2 separate regions of the Sus scrofa genome follow, and region 2 is linked to region 1. The links are chromatin contacts, called in public HiChIP or PLAC-seq maps. All regions are on one chromosome and are shown on one strand. Each heading gives the region's core, a stretch centred on a gene start, on an enhancer-like site or on the middle of the called end of the contact. The rest is flanking DNA. Distances are from core to core; before and after follow the strand shown. Region 1 overlaps RUNX1 (runt related transcription factor 1). Region 2 has its middle 350 kb from the start of RUNX1.

What was found. HiChIP or PLAC-seq counts read pairs in DNA pulled down with a chosen protein or histone mark.
Region 2: a contact with region 1 is called in an H3K27ac HiChIP or PLAC-seq map of alveolar macrophages. The contact joins two enhancer-like sites. A contact is called at or near these places in 1 of 47 Hi-C or Micro-C datasets (liver) and 2 of 2 datasets of contacts at active chromatin or transcription factors (alveolar macrophages and skeletal muscle).

Annotation. Positions count from the first base shown.
Region 1 is chr13:198,455,472-198,462,427 of Sscrofa11.1, reverse strand. RUNX1 (runt related transcription factor 1) reads left to right here. Exons shown (of 8, transcript NM_001246252.1): 4 at 595-751. Among named protein-coding and RNA genes, the nearest start is that of RUNX1, 180 kb to the left of the region's middle. Within about 2 kb of position 2,632, at least 14 of the 83 cell types and tissues checked have an H3K27ac peak or open chromatin away from gene starts, as enhancers often do. A contact at or near this core is called in alveolar macrophages, where this site is marked.
Region 2 is chr13:198,985,482-198,992,437 of Sscrofa11.1, reverse strand. No RefSeq gene overlaps it. Among named protein-coding and RNA genes, the nearest start is that of RUNX1, 350 kb to the right of the region's middle. Within about 2 kb of position 2,532, at least 3 of the 83 cell types and tissues checked have an H3K27ac peak or open chromatin away from gene starts, as enhancers often do. A contact at or near this core is called in alveolar macrophages, where this site is marked.

The DNA.
Region 1 (6,956 bases), core at 1,383-3,882:
CACTGCTAGTGAAAAATCAAGATAATAGAATCGAGTAGGGGTGTCAAGGATGAAAGAATTGCAAAGGGAGAGTTTGAGTCATTCAAGAATCATCAGCAATTCCATGTAAGACATCAAGGTTAATTTTAGCAGAAGTCTAAGTTTAAGCACCTAAAAGGCTAAATCAGCCCTATCCGGCCCGTCATGGAGGTGTGGACAAGGGAAAGATGGGTTAGGTTAGAAACTGATAAAAACAAGACATTCTGTTTCTTACATATGAAAAATTAAGAAGCAATGATTGTATCCATAAGAAGGCATAGCTTTTCAAAGTCCTTGTTATAGTGAGTCTTATTCCAATTATGCTCTGTGACCTTATGGGACTTCGTTAGGTGAATGTTTTATGATTTAAACATTTATAGTTTTACACAGTGGAATTTAAAGTAAATCTGGCCATTAATAACTTCTCTGTTGTTTTGCTTGACTTTTGATTGCTATTCCATTGCAAACTAAAAGCATCACTTAATATACATTCAATTTTAGAATAATTGCTATGCAGGTGACCTCGAAGTTTCTGACAGGCCTGATGTCTGCATTTGTCCTTTGACGGGTGTTTAGGTGGTGGCTCTGGGGGACGTTCCAGATGGCACTCTGGTCACTGTGATGGCAGGCAATGACGAAAACTACTCAGCTGAACTGAGAAATGCAACTGCAGCCATGAAAAACCAAGTTGCAAGATTCAATGACCTCAGGTTTGTCGGTCGGAGTGGAAGAGGTATGTGTCTGTCAAAACTGAACTTGAAACACCAAGTATTTACATGGCAACAAACCCAGATTTCAAAACATCTAGAAGTTTCTGTGATGAGATCCCCTAGAAACACAGTCATTTCTTCCCCTTATTATTGCTACGTTAAGCTTTTTAAAATATTTATTTAAAATTTAATATTTTTAACAGAATCTAGCTTTACGTTATTGCTTTCTCTTATTGAATTGGCTTAAAACTGATTTGGAAGCTTGGAAAACCAGAACTGTGAATTTCAAGGAAACGCCTCAGATCTTTACTAAATTGTAAAAATATGAAACTTATCATCATAGAAACCAGGACTGTGCAACTGGGGTTCTCTCTTTGATAATTTTCAGAAGTCTAGTGACTGGAAGCCTTTAACTTAGAATCCATGCACTATTTATGACACTTCTAATAATTTTAAGGGATATGCAGTGTATGATTATTGAAATGTGTTTCAAGTAAGGATATTTTTTATGGTAAAATAGGAAGAATTAGTGTTCATACCATTCTGGTTTGGTGAATTTGATGGCAATATGACCTTCCTATTATATATAATTTGGATGTCTTATTATTATTTGGAGGAGGGGTTGGGCCCAGTTAATATTTTAGATACTAATAATATGAAAGACTGGATTATCCATCCACAGGAACTATTTCATCAGTGCCGTTCTATGTGTAGTTTTATCTCTCCATGCCTGTTATCAGAGTATTAGAGCAGAAAGAGGAATCTTGGCTTGTTGTAAACTCCTCTGCTTTCCAGTTATTTTCAAATATTGTGTTTTCTTTGAAACACAATCTAAGTCATATTTTATAAGTAGCAGTAAGTACTAGCAGTTTAACTGAAGGAAATACGATAATTTCTTTGGAAAATCTCATTTTTGTAATATAGTGTTGAATAAGTTTACAAATAAAAGTTATTTTGAGTATATTAAAAAGACACGGCAAATACCTAAATAACAGTAGGTGGCTCCTGTATTTAAAAACTAAAAGTACATCCAGTGGACATTTAAACAGAAGAGTAATCATTACTCTTTATAAAGACATTCAGAAATATGAGAAAATCTATGTTCTTGGGAAATTTGTTTAGTCCAAGAGGAAAGAGGGCAAAAGCACTGTTGCCTTTTTTTGGCTATTGTTTTTGTGCTATCTTAGCTGCCGGGGACATTTTCAAAATAGAATCATAGGTGGAGAAAATTTTCAAAAACTTGTAACGTGATTGAAAATATGTGTTCATAGCACGTATCATTATGTTAATTATAGGACAATGTTAAGAAAATGATATCCACTTATTGAAACACAAATGATGCTATAAGATATACAAGCATAAGTCATTCTATGGGTTTACTTGCTATATTAAAAGTCCCTGCCTTTCAGTAAGTGGAATTCACATTATGATTCAGAGATGTGTGTTTAGAAAACATCTCAAGGGCTTCATATGAGTAGCTGGCAGAGTGGTTAAGAAGCCAATAAAAAACAAAAGCCTGACCGCCCCGTCCACACCTCCCAGCCTAGTAACCATCTCAATTCAATTCCTATGGATTTCTACTCATTATCAGAGTATGCATCTCTGTGGGTGTCCACGGGACAGGTTTTGGTTATGAAAGTTGGGAAATTTTTTAATGGCCCATGCCAACGACGTTTTCCTGTAAGAAGGGCAGTGGTGCCTCCTGGCAAGGCCCAGGGGGTTGGTGGTGATAAAGAGTGAGATTTTGAAAGCAGCATGCTTTCTTTTCTGGTGTTGAAGGCTGGTCTCTCGTCCATCACTGGCCATTTCTGTTTTGAGTGGGTGACTAAGAGGAGCTTGTGTTTACTTGGGTAACAGTGAACTGTTTCCCCAAGGTGTGGATTGTTTGCATTTGGCTGCCTGATTCGTGCCAGTATGCCCTTGAGTTTGCATAAAACCCAGAGTGAAATAGCTGCGACCAAGGCTGGGCTGTCTTCTGATAACCTGGAGCAGGAAAATTAGTTGAAATGCTCCATGTACGGACAATATCTGTTTTGAACAGGGCCTGCTACCCACGCATGATAGTAAGCAATCCAAAATAGAGGAACCTACAGTGAATGTTGTACCCAATTACAGTTACTGCGTGTATTGGTGATCTTGAGCGATTTTTTGTTGTTGTTGCTTTTGTTAGTGCAAGACAAAATGAGCTGTCAAAAGGCCCAGTTTGACTCTGTCTCATAATTTCTCCCCATAGTTGTAAAATACAGCTTGATTTTACTCTTTCATATCTAGTGTCAACATCAAAGCCTGCCAAGGATTTTTTTTCTTTTTCTTTTTTTTCTTTTTTTTTTCTTTTTTTTGCAATTTGCTTCCCATTAGGAAGAGAGCAAATGATTCTCCTTCATTTTAACAATTAGTCTAAAGCGTCCTCCCTGAATTTTGTCCTTTAGAAGTTTCACAATATTTTATTAAAGACTCTCCACTGTTTCATTTTCCGTGTTTGAAAATGTGTCTGAAACTATGTCATTGGCATCAACACGCCACACAGGGGCCCAGGAAGGTCCTGGCTGTTGGCTCATCCGAGCATTCCAGTGCCAGTTTCACATTCTGTCAAAAAAGCCACGGGTCTGGTGGATCCTCCAAGGGGCTCGGTGCTCAGTTCCAAAGAAAGAGTAGAGGAAAAAAAAAAAAGACTTTTCTTTTCTCAGCTGCCAGTCCCGGGAGATTGTCAAACCTTGTAGAAATCGCCAGGGGTTGAACATGGAAGGGTTTTTCTCTGTTCTACAAAACTGATCTGTCTGGGTGCTGGCCCATGTCCAGGACCACAGCTCCTAACCTCGGGTTCAGCCTGCAACTGGGAAAACCTGCCCATCCGGCTTTTACGGGCTTGCTGACAAGACCGGCCCCTACAAAATATTGGTGAAGGTTTCAGCAGGCTGAGGCGTCTTCTTTCCTTTGCCTTCCTGCCCTCCTTTCTCTCCCTGACAACGTCAGCCTCCTACAGGGATATCTCACCCTTGGAATTCTCCCTCTTGGATTCAGTATCTCCATCTAGACCGTTCCTTTACAAAGGAAGACCAGATAGCAGCTCCCAGGAGAGAGGGGAGGTGACATTGAAGGCACCTGGGGTTGTTCAGAACAATTCATGCTTAAGCACGCGTTCTGGGATGCTCCTCGCCCTCCAGAAAATCGAAGGTCAGGAGCAGGAGGAATTCTCTTTGGCAGCGTGACTTAGCAGCAGTGGATGGCAGCTTACATCTGCAGTTGAGGTAGTTCCACTGATATTTTCAGTTATAAGAAAGTGTTTCATGGCTGCAGCTGAGAAACGTTGAAGAAATCTTAGCAATGAAATCTGCGAGTGCGTCATCCCACTTGGAGTATTTACTTAATCAGTTGGAAAGGAATCAATCAGGGAAAGCAGCTTTAGTTCATTCATTTTAGAACCAAAGAGGAAATCTGCCAGACCGTGTCCTCTACCACGTCGTAAAGAGGGGCAGATTTCCTTCTGATTTTTCTAATATGATTTTAATCTTTTGGGAACGTCAGAAAATCATTTTGAAAATCCTTGGGGGGAAACCAATGCACTCCTACACACAGATTCTTGCACCATTTTAAATTTCAGGGCCCCTGAACCTCATGTATGGATCTTCCAAGGATTCTTCCCAAGGCAAGAATCTGTGAATCTGAAACTTTGCCTTGACTGTGGAGGGCCAGCCTAGCGCTGTGCTCCACATTGCAGATGGCTGGGAAATGAGTAAATAGAAGAACAAATGAGGTGGACATTCTTCTAGCACCCTGTGCTGTTTTTGGTTATACCTGCTTTAATTGTAGCCAGGACCTGGTATGTATCGTTTGGAAAGTTCCCATTCAAACTGGGTCTACCTCAGGTCCAGACCTTTGAGAGGCCATCAGGTGTGCACACCAATAGTCCCTAGCAAAGGAGAAGGGTCCACTTTGTCATCCAGGGGGTAACCTCTTCTCCAGTGACTGCCTGGCCCCCTGGCTACAGACCTGCAACTCAAATTCTACAACCAGTCCAGGGAGGCTGTGTGTTCTCCTGTCTGTTAGAACCAGGTTTAATTTCTTGGTGAAATTTGTGTTTAGGGTGACCTCCTGGCAACTTTCATCTTGCCCACTTTCAAAAGAGTACCCTTCCCAATGCTTTTCTAAAATGAAATTCCTTCGTGACATTCTTGCTGTGGATGTCTTCCCAGACATAATATTTATCCTGTTCCAATCTGGGTTATTGCATATTTGTGTAATGTTTGTGACTTAAGGCACTTTCCTCCTTAAGGTATCTTATATTGTTCGGGGAACAGTATGAGGAGGCTGCCTTTCAGAAGCCTGAAAGACTGTGATTGAAGGGAAAGTACATTTGGAAAATAATATAGTGTACTGGTCTTCTAAACAAAGAGAGACGTGTCTTTATGGAGTGTTTATCACTGAGAACTGATCTGAATGACTCATGATATTATCATAGGATCCAAGTCATTCTCTGTTTTATCACAAACTCACATAGTAGGGAAGGGAAGTTCATCCGACAACCCCAGCGTTGTTGTCTTCATGGATAACGTTCGAGATAACGAGCTGGCCATCGGGTCTGGAGAAAACAGAAGGGAAAGACATGAGTTGTAGTAAAAAATCAACCCTCCCATTTTTCCTCCTTTGGGGGGTTGCAACTGATCTACCCTTTGAGATGATGTATACACTGAAATCTGTTTTCACGTGACCGTATGGGCAAGTGTGGATAGGGACAGACGCATCCAGCCAGCCAGCCTCAGGCAGCCCTCGCAGAGAATGCCTTTCCACAGCAGGCTAGTTAGTGTCCATGACCTGCTGGAGAATTTATCTCTAGAGATCAGCTTTCTCATTCTGGTTTACATTTGCCAATCAAAGAATAACAACACTTTCTCAAAGCAAGTTGCTCCCCACCTCCACCCACCCCCGGCCCCCCCTGCCCCGCTTGGTGTGTCACGGCCAAGACCCAGGGGCAGAGCTTTCTCAAAAGCTGCTTGTGCCTGGGACATGCAGTGTCACAATTTATCCCTTCATGGTTTTCTTGCTGATTTTATGAAGTGCCAGGCATTGCGGATCGTGTCCGACAGCTTTTGGTTGAGGTTATTTTTGCATGAACGATATTTGAGTTGATGGATCTCTCTCCACTCCCCAACCCGCCAACCCCTCCCTTGCCAGCCAGCTTTGGGTTGAAGCAGTTCTTTTTGGTGGAGACAGAAGACTATCAATCAGAAAGTGCCTCCGCGAGAAATAATGGTTGAGTGATTTTTAGAGCTTCCTGTTTCAGCAGCAAAGCATTATAGACATAAACAGTGATCCGGCCAACGGCTGCACTGCTGCTCTGGTTCTAATAAATCAGTTTTGTATTTTCTTTTTGTGCTGGTTGGCGAGGGGCAAGAGAGGGTGGAGAAGGCTGGTTATGGAAGAACATATTCTGGGTTTGGGTTTTTTTTTATTTTTAAAGAAAAATGACTTGTTGAAAAGAGAGATGGTATATTGTCTGATGATTGTTTTCTTTCTGTTGGTGATTATACAACATGGTTCAGATCAGGAAGGGGATGTTTATGAATAACCACGTACTGTCAATACGGAGAGGTTATGTGGTTTCGAAGGATCTCTTGGACTTTCAGCCAGAGGGACTTGTGCGTGTGTACGCGTGTGAGTATGTGTGTGTGTGTGTGTGTGCTCACACATCCAAACTTCTACTGAGAAGGCTTCCTGGACTAAATTGTCTTTGAGAACTAACTCCATACCAATAGCATCTTGTCATCTGAAGCCCCAGTAAAGCAATTAACAGAAATTAATACATGAGCCATGTGAATTTAATGAGCTGTCTAAGAATACTTTCAAATGTGACAGTTTTAACAGCTCACTCCTGGGGCATTGGCGGGGGGGGGGGGTGAATTGCTTGCTCTTCAAGATTTTTATTTTTATTTTTATTTTTTTGTCTTGTTTCGGGGGTGGCCACATCCACAGCATATGGAAGTTCCCGGGCTAGAGGTCAAATTGGAGATGCAGCTGCCGGCCTACACCACAGCCACAGCGGTATCAGATCCGAGCTGCATCTGTGACCTACACCACAGCTCACAGCAATGCCAGATCTTTAGCCCACTGAGCAAGGCCAGGGATGGAACCCACAACCTCATGGATACTAGTTGGGTTCATTACCTCTGAGCCACGATGGGAACTCCAGGATTTTTATGTTTATAAACATGCATTTGTGGACTTGAGGCG
Region 2 (6,956 bases), core at 1,283-3,782, 530 kb before region 1:
TAAAATTGCTTTTTAAATATACGCTAGCAAAGGGATAAGGATAATTTTACTAGGTCCTGAAACATTCTAAATTACATACCAGTCTGCTCTGCCCCATTCCAATGCCAACACCACGGGCTTAGTTTTCGTGTATTTACTTTTCTCCTATTTTATTAACTCTGTTAATGGACTTTAAGAGATTCTTTAAAACCCCATCCTCCCTTGAAAATTTTAATATTCAAGTGAAGTGTTCTTTCGTCTAGCATTCCTGCTATACTGGTTCTAAGGATCTAATAGTCCTTCCGCCCCACTGTGGATTAGGCTGATTAAGGGATTGGTGGAGAAAGATGCTGGGGAGGAGAGTAAATGTTAAAAGATCCCTTATTTCATTCCCTGATAAAGATCTGAGCTTCCTTTGATGAAGGTGGGGAACTGCTGAAGACACAAGGGATATGATAGGATCCAGTCTGATTTGCACCTTGGAAAAACCACTCTGGAAGCAGCTTGGGGAATGGGTCGGTGACCAGGGGGCAGGAGTATGAGACTAGAATTGGAAAGATCTTGTCCACAGGCCGTTGGAATGGTCAGACATGGTGACATCGTGCGGGTGGGGGATATGCAGGAGGTAGACGGATCCAAGAAGATTTTGTCAACTGTCTAGGGCTACACATGAGTCACTTCAGTGCTAAAAATACAGGTAACATTAATTAGTTGACCCACCCCTTGTAGGAAACTACAGTGTAGTGGTCAGGGCTATTTAATAAGCCCTACAAGAAAAGCAAGAGTCATCATTTGGTCCTAGACATTTCTACCCTCAACTATATTTGCCTCATTCTAAGGAATTCAGGCAATTCCAGGTCAAGAAGCTAGGTTGAGGTGAGCACATTCCCAGAATTCCCAGGGCTAGCCCAAGTGGTCAGCTCCACGACGTCAGTTCTCTGGGGTATTTGTCATCTGAACAACCTGGGGGGAAGAAGGACATCCCCCTCCGAAATGCTCAGTGCACAGACAGAGAGCCAGAGATGAACTCAGCCTGGACTCCCAGCGTGTCGAGGTGGGGCCAGCCAGTGTTTGTTTAGCCACCAATGACCCCCCCGAGTCGTGGTCACTTTCCCCGTGTACCGTAGTTGAGGGAAGCAGTCAGTTAACTCTGAGAACTGGGGGCACTGCCGTGGCCTTAGAGGAAGCCCTGCCATTTTCCAGAGGGAGAGAACCAGACTTTGCTGAAGCGATACCTTTTCCAAGTCCAGGTAAAGCCTTGCTTCCAGGTGTGATCAAATCTATTTCACGCAGAAGGCCAATAGGTGGCAGAACAGTCTTTCCTACACACCACAGGGAAAATGCATAGAGAAATCACCATCACTCAGTTTTGATCATTGGTCTCAAACAATTCAACAACTAGGAACTTTAGAATTTTTATATATTTTACACATTTATGTATATTAATGCTGAATCTTGGGTAAAATGTTTTGAGTTAAGATTTCAAGCCCTAGAAAAATTAGCCAAAATATTTATAGACCCTCTTTACTTAAACCTTATCTTCTTGTGGCTAGAATTTTTTTTTTTCTCACTTTATGGAGTATTTCCTTTTTTTTTTTTTAAGTATGTAGAAACAAAGGTGAAAACAATTCTAATTTTAGGCCATTTAAAATGATTATTCTCTGCTAATTAGAAGGTAGGATATACAAGGAGGGTTCCTCTCTGTGATTTCAAAAAGTCAAGCACCTAATAAAATATTCACAGATGCACTAGAATCTTGGAATTGGGGAGATGACAGAGAGACCCGATTTTTACAAAATTAAAATTTTTTTTCTTGAAAAGGAAGTTAAGATACTGGCTTAGAATCCTCTCTAATGTTGTTCTAACTATGTGTTTTTGCTAATTTTTGTTTGTTTGTTTTTGCTTTGCTTTCCTGCATTATTAGAATGTCAGGATTTATAGCTAATTTAGGGATACCCAAATGGGAAGATTTTAGAAACAGTCACAGATGTCCTGGTGGCTGTTGCAAATCAGGGATTACCATATCTCTAATATAAAATGGTCTCTGGGGATTTCTCTGCCTTGGTCACACTTATGCGGTTTCTTTGAATCTCATCTTTGCTTCTATTTCCCTGTGATCAGGACCTGGATGAGGATGGGTGAATGAGGCATGGCCTCAACCACATCACTGAAGGGGACACAAAAACCTTAATCATCATGAACAATCACTTTAATACAATATTTTTAAAATTCAAAATACAGAAAAATCCCAATGAACAAGATATCAAAAATCTAAATAACAATAAGATCAGTAACAGTGTTATGCTGAGCCCTGCTCGAACCTGAGGCAAAAGGAAAAATCAGGGACCCTGAGCATGTTTTTATTTAAAGTTTTGGTATTTCGTTCATCTTGAGTTTTGGCATTGATTTTGACCTTTTAAAATTTGAAATATTACTTATCATGTCCCTACCTTTTTTTGGTTCTTCCCTAAATGTTATGCTTCAGGCTAATGCCTCGCTCTCCTCACCCTGCTCTGAGGTCACTTGTCCTGGGGGTTTGCTTATGCTTACGCCCTGTAAAATGTCTAAAGTCCCTTCTCAAGGAGAGGTTCTTGGCCCCTCTAGGGCTGTTTGTCATCCAAGGGAAAAACAGGCCTGAAACCCAGAGAGAGAATAAGGATGTTGGCAACTTGCTGATGTTCCCCAGAGTGACCTCACTTTTGAAAAAAAAAAAAAAGTATCATATTCTTAAACCATTTCTTTTGGTTCTTCTTTTTTTCTCTTCCTGGCTTTGCTTGTGGCCCATGCACACCCTTTATGCTCTGGATAGCCAAAGGTCCAGATGTTTCTGAACTTCCTCAGATATTTCTGAAAGCAACTCTGTTTCAGAAGTTGTCAGAGCCCAGGTGGCTACTTCTTTACTCAGATCTCTAATTCAAGAAATTGCCATGAACAGGGGCTTTTAATTTGAACCCATCTGAGTATCTCAGTAAAAGTCAAACTGAATCCAAACCTCCTTACGAGTCCCTCGGAATTATAGCTGAGTGGGACTGGAGACAGTCTGGATTGCTAGTAGCACCTTTTGCCACAAGGAACAACCTTGCTTCTGGAGTTTCATCCTATTTTCTGCTCTCAATACCTGTAGAGACAGTTTTCTCACAGTACATAAACCTCTAATCAAGTGACTCTCTTCCTTACCAATTCCTTTAAAGTTATTATCCAGTCCATTCTCAGATGGCTATGAACCAGCTCAACACTTCTATGGAATTTGCTTTGAAGTTTTCCACAGGAAACATTTTTTTCTATGAATGGAGATGAGCATCTTTTACAGGGCTAGGTGAAACTTGTTCTGTTCTACTCACTTTTCCTCTTTCTCCACCTATCACAAAGTACTTGCCTTCGAGTCTGACTTATAAAAAACAAACTTACAGTTAGAAGAGGGGAGAGAGACAGAGAGATAAATTCATAGTTTGGGAATAAATAGACACATTACTATATATAAAATAGATAACCAACAAGGACCTACCATGTAGCACAGGAAACTCTACTCAATATTCTATAACAGTCTATAAGGTAAAATAATCTTAAAAATATCACATATATATATATGTATATTATGAATCAATTTGCTGTACACCTGAAACTAACACAATATTGTAAATCTACTATATATATATATAGTTTCTTTATATATAATAAAGGAAGAACAAGGAAGGAAAAAGTCATGACAGCAGATTGGAAGAGTACAAGTTCAAGGCCCAGTGTCCTTAGAAAGGCAGAATAAGGAGACAAAATTAACATCAGTTAGAAAAAGCACAAGTCCTTTTAGGAATATTCTGTGAATGGATAATTTAAGTCTCACTTGGGTCAGTGGCATCAACATGTGTTTGTTTATTGGATCACAAAACAATAAATATTTAGGATGTGGACTAAAAAAGAAAAATACTTTAGAAAGATGTAAATTAAAACATTCAAAGAAAAAAGATTAGAGTCAGACTTTATAAAATTTTACATTAAAACACACTAAAGAAGAGATTTTCTGCTTAGAATAGCAGGTTAGTCAAACATTGTTTTAGCTATAACTCTTTCTCTGAAAATTTTAGACACAGAAGATGTAATTTTTAATATGTCAATTCCCTATTAGTTTGCTATTTTTGAAAAAATAACACAATTTTTTAACTTTTATGCTATTTTGCAATTTATGGTTGTTTCTTTTCCCCATCACTAAGCAATTCTGGACAATTAGAGCAAAACAAAAATTGCATGTTTAAAAATTCGGTTGTGTTATTTTTCTTCTTCTAAACATTTAAACTCATGTTGGGAAAAAAGTTGGATGACTTGCTTCTTAGGGATATAAATGTATATCCTGTCTTTTCTGAATACACAAGAAAAACTGGGTTAAGCCATTTTTTCTTGAAAATTATTCTTGGCAACTCTTTGGGAAAATCTGTTAGCTTGTCAAGATAAATTTTACAAGCAGTATCCCAGGTTATGGAAACCATTGCAAAATATCTGAGAGATAAAGGACCTTTGCAGAACTAGGGTTACAAATGTGTTTATATATTTTATACATATTTTTATACTGTGAGTACTCAAAATATTTGGATGTTGTGGAAGCTAGAGACAGCTTTCATTATTTTATTTTACTTTTTAAGTAAGAGATACTGTAGTGAAAGGGGATCTAAACTTTAAGGGGCGCCTGGCAAGAATAAATGCCTCAAATTCTTTGAGAAGCAAGGCACTTTCCAGAAAAAAAAATATACGTGTGTGTGTGTGTGTGTGTGTGTATTTTGTGGACAACTGTCTAGTGTGTCGTTTTTGTTCCCAAATGCTAATTGAGTGTTGTAAATGAGGACAGGCCTTCACACCAACCAAATGAATTGGGCCTTGATTTTGAGTTTGCTTATCATAGTGGCATAAGGCCTTTCATCTTTCTCTTTATCTGATATTTGTGTGACCATGTATGCGTTTTTCAAATTTCTGTGTACTGTCAAGTACCCCTCTCTGATTACTCCTTTTGACACACAGATGCCTGCTTTCCTTCTACCCCTGACATAGGGTACAGTTTCCAGCCTACTGGAAAGAGAGGCCGTGAAAGAAACTCTGGCCCACCCACTGTGCTACTCATCTTGTAGGACTGTGAGAATAGAATTGGGACATCCTAAATTGAAAGCATATGCCTTGGAGTCAAATGAGTCTGAGTTTCAACACTGTAACCCACTCATTCATTGGCTGTGTGACTACGGATAAGCTGTCACCTACTCTGAGCTCTTTCTGCTTTTATCTCATTAATCTAATGTGAACACTAAATGAGACGACGTGTGCAAAGTCCTGAACGTGGGGTCAATACACTGCATATGCCCAATAAAGGACATTGGTTCAGTATTGCTATTATTATTCATAAATGGCAGGGTTCTGAACGGGGAAGGTTAAGGATAAGAGGAGAGAGCAAGATGAAAGGTGTTCAAGGGAAAAGCGTTGTGGGGATGGGAGATGGTGAAAGAAGCAAGAGCCGCCAGTGGGAAGAAGTGCCCCTTCCAAGAGCAAGTTCAGTTTGTATACTCGTCAGACCATGGGTTTGTACCAAGATAACCCCATTGGCAGGAGCAGGCAATGAAAAGACGTTGTGATCCGCCAAGTTCTACGACACCCAGGGGAACCACGTTGGAAAGTTGTATTCTTGAAAACCCTCTCCCTCTAAAAAGACACAGTGGAGGAGACCCTCATTGCTCAGTCATGAGCAGCCCAGCTCCCACCCCAGCCTCAGGTTAGTTTATTCCCAAGCCTCCCTTCCCTGGCTTCATCAGGGCCTTCAGGGCTGGGCCAGGACCTGGTGTTGGCATTGGACCAAACTCCGTCCTTGCACTTGGCTTTCCCCTCTCCTGTCCTCGGTTAAGGCAGTGTTCTCTGCATCTCATATGGGTCCTAATTTCCACCTACCGCAGTGGCTTGTTTGTTCTCATTGAGTCTATTCCAAGAGTCATGGGGCTTAAGGAAAATGGTGGAAGTTTCTCTGGCTCATCTTTTTATCACCCACTTTCATCATTTCAGCATTTGTAGCTCTTCCCTGCCTATCTTTCAAAGCTCAAGATGGTGAATGGAATTCAGGCTATTTTTCACCCTTACTGATTTATACTGCCCCAAATCCATAAGTTAGCAAGACTCAACATTTATTTAATAGAGAATTTATTTTTTGAGTATTGAAAAATATTTTTGAAAAACACATAATTTAGTCTCATAAATAAGAATGTTTTGAATTAATTAGAATTAATTTTGACTAGGGCTGAGGTTAAGATCTGAAAAGAATGTCTCTGGCCATCACTAAAGAAAGAGAATGATCCAACAACCTTTTCACTTTATTTATTCATCTTTTTTTAAAAAAAACCTTGTGATAAAATATATATACCATAATAGTTACCATTTTTTTTTTTTGGCTTTTTGTCTTTTCTAGGGCCGCACTTGGGGCATAATAGTTACCATTTTAACCATTTGTAAGTGAACCTAAATATATCACCACTATCTATACTCACACTTTTTCATAATACCCAACAAATACTCTGTACAGATTAAATAGTAACTGTCCCTTCTCCCACTGCTATGCCTCCTAGCCCCAGTAACGTCTATGTATTCATATTTTTAACCTTTAAGAACTGAACTCAGCTAAGTAATCATATGCATTGATTTCTATTGCCACCTAACAAATTATCACAAACTGAGTGACTTAACACAAACTCATGGTCTCACAGTTTCTATAGGCAAGATGTCCAGGCATGGCATTGAGGAGTTATCTGCTCAGTTTCACAGGCTGCTGTGAAGATGGTGGATGTGTCATGGTATTCATCAGCAGCCCAGGGCCTTCTCCCAAGCTCACTGTTAGTGGAACTGATTTCCTTGTGGTCCTAGCACCGAAGTCCTCATTCCTTGCCACGGGTTGGCCTAGGATGCCTTTCATCTGTTTCTTGCCATTAGGCCTTATCAGTGGTTCCTAGCATGGTAGT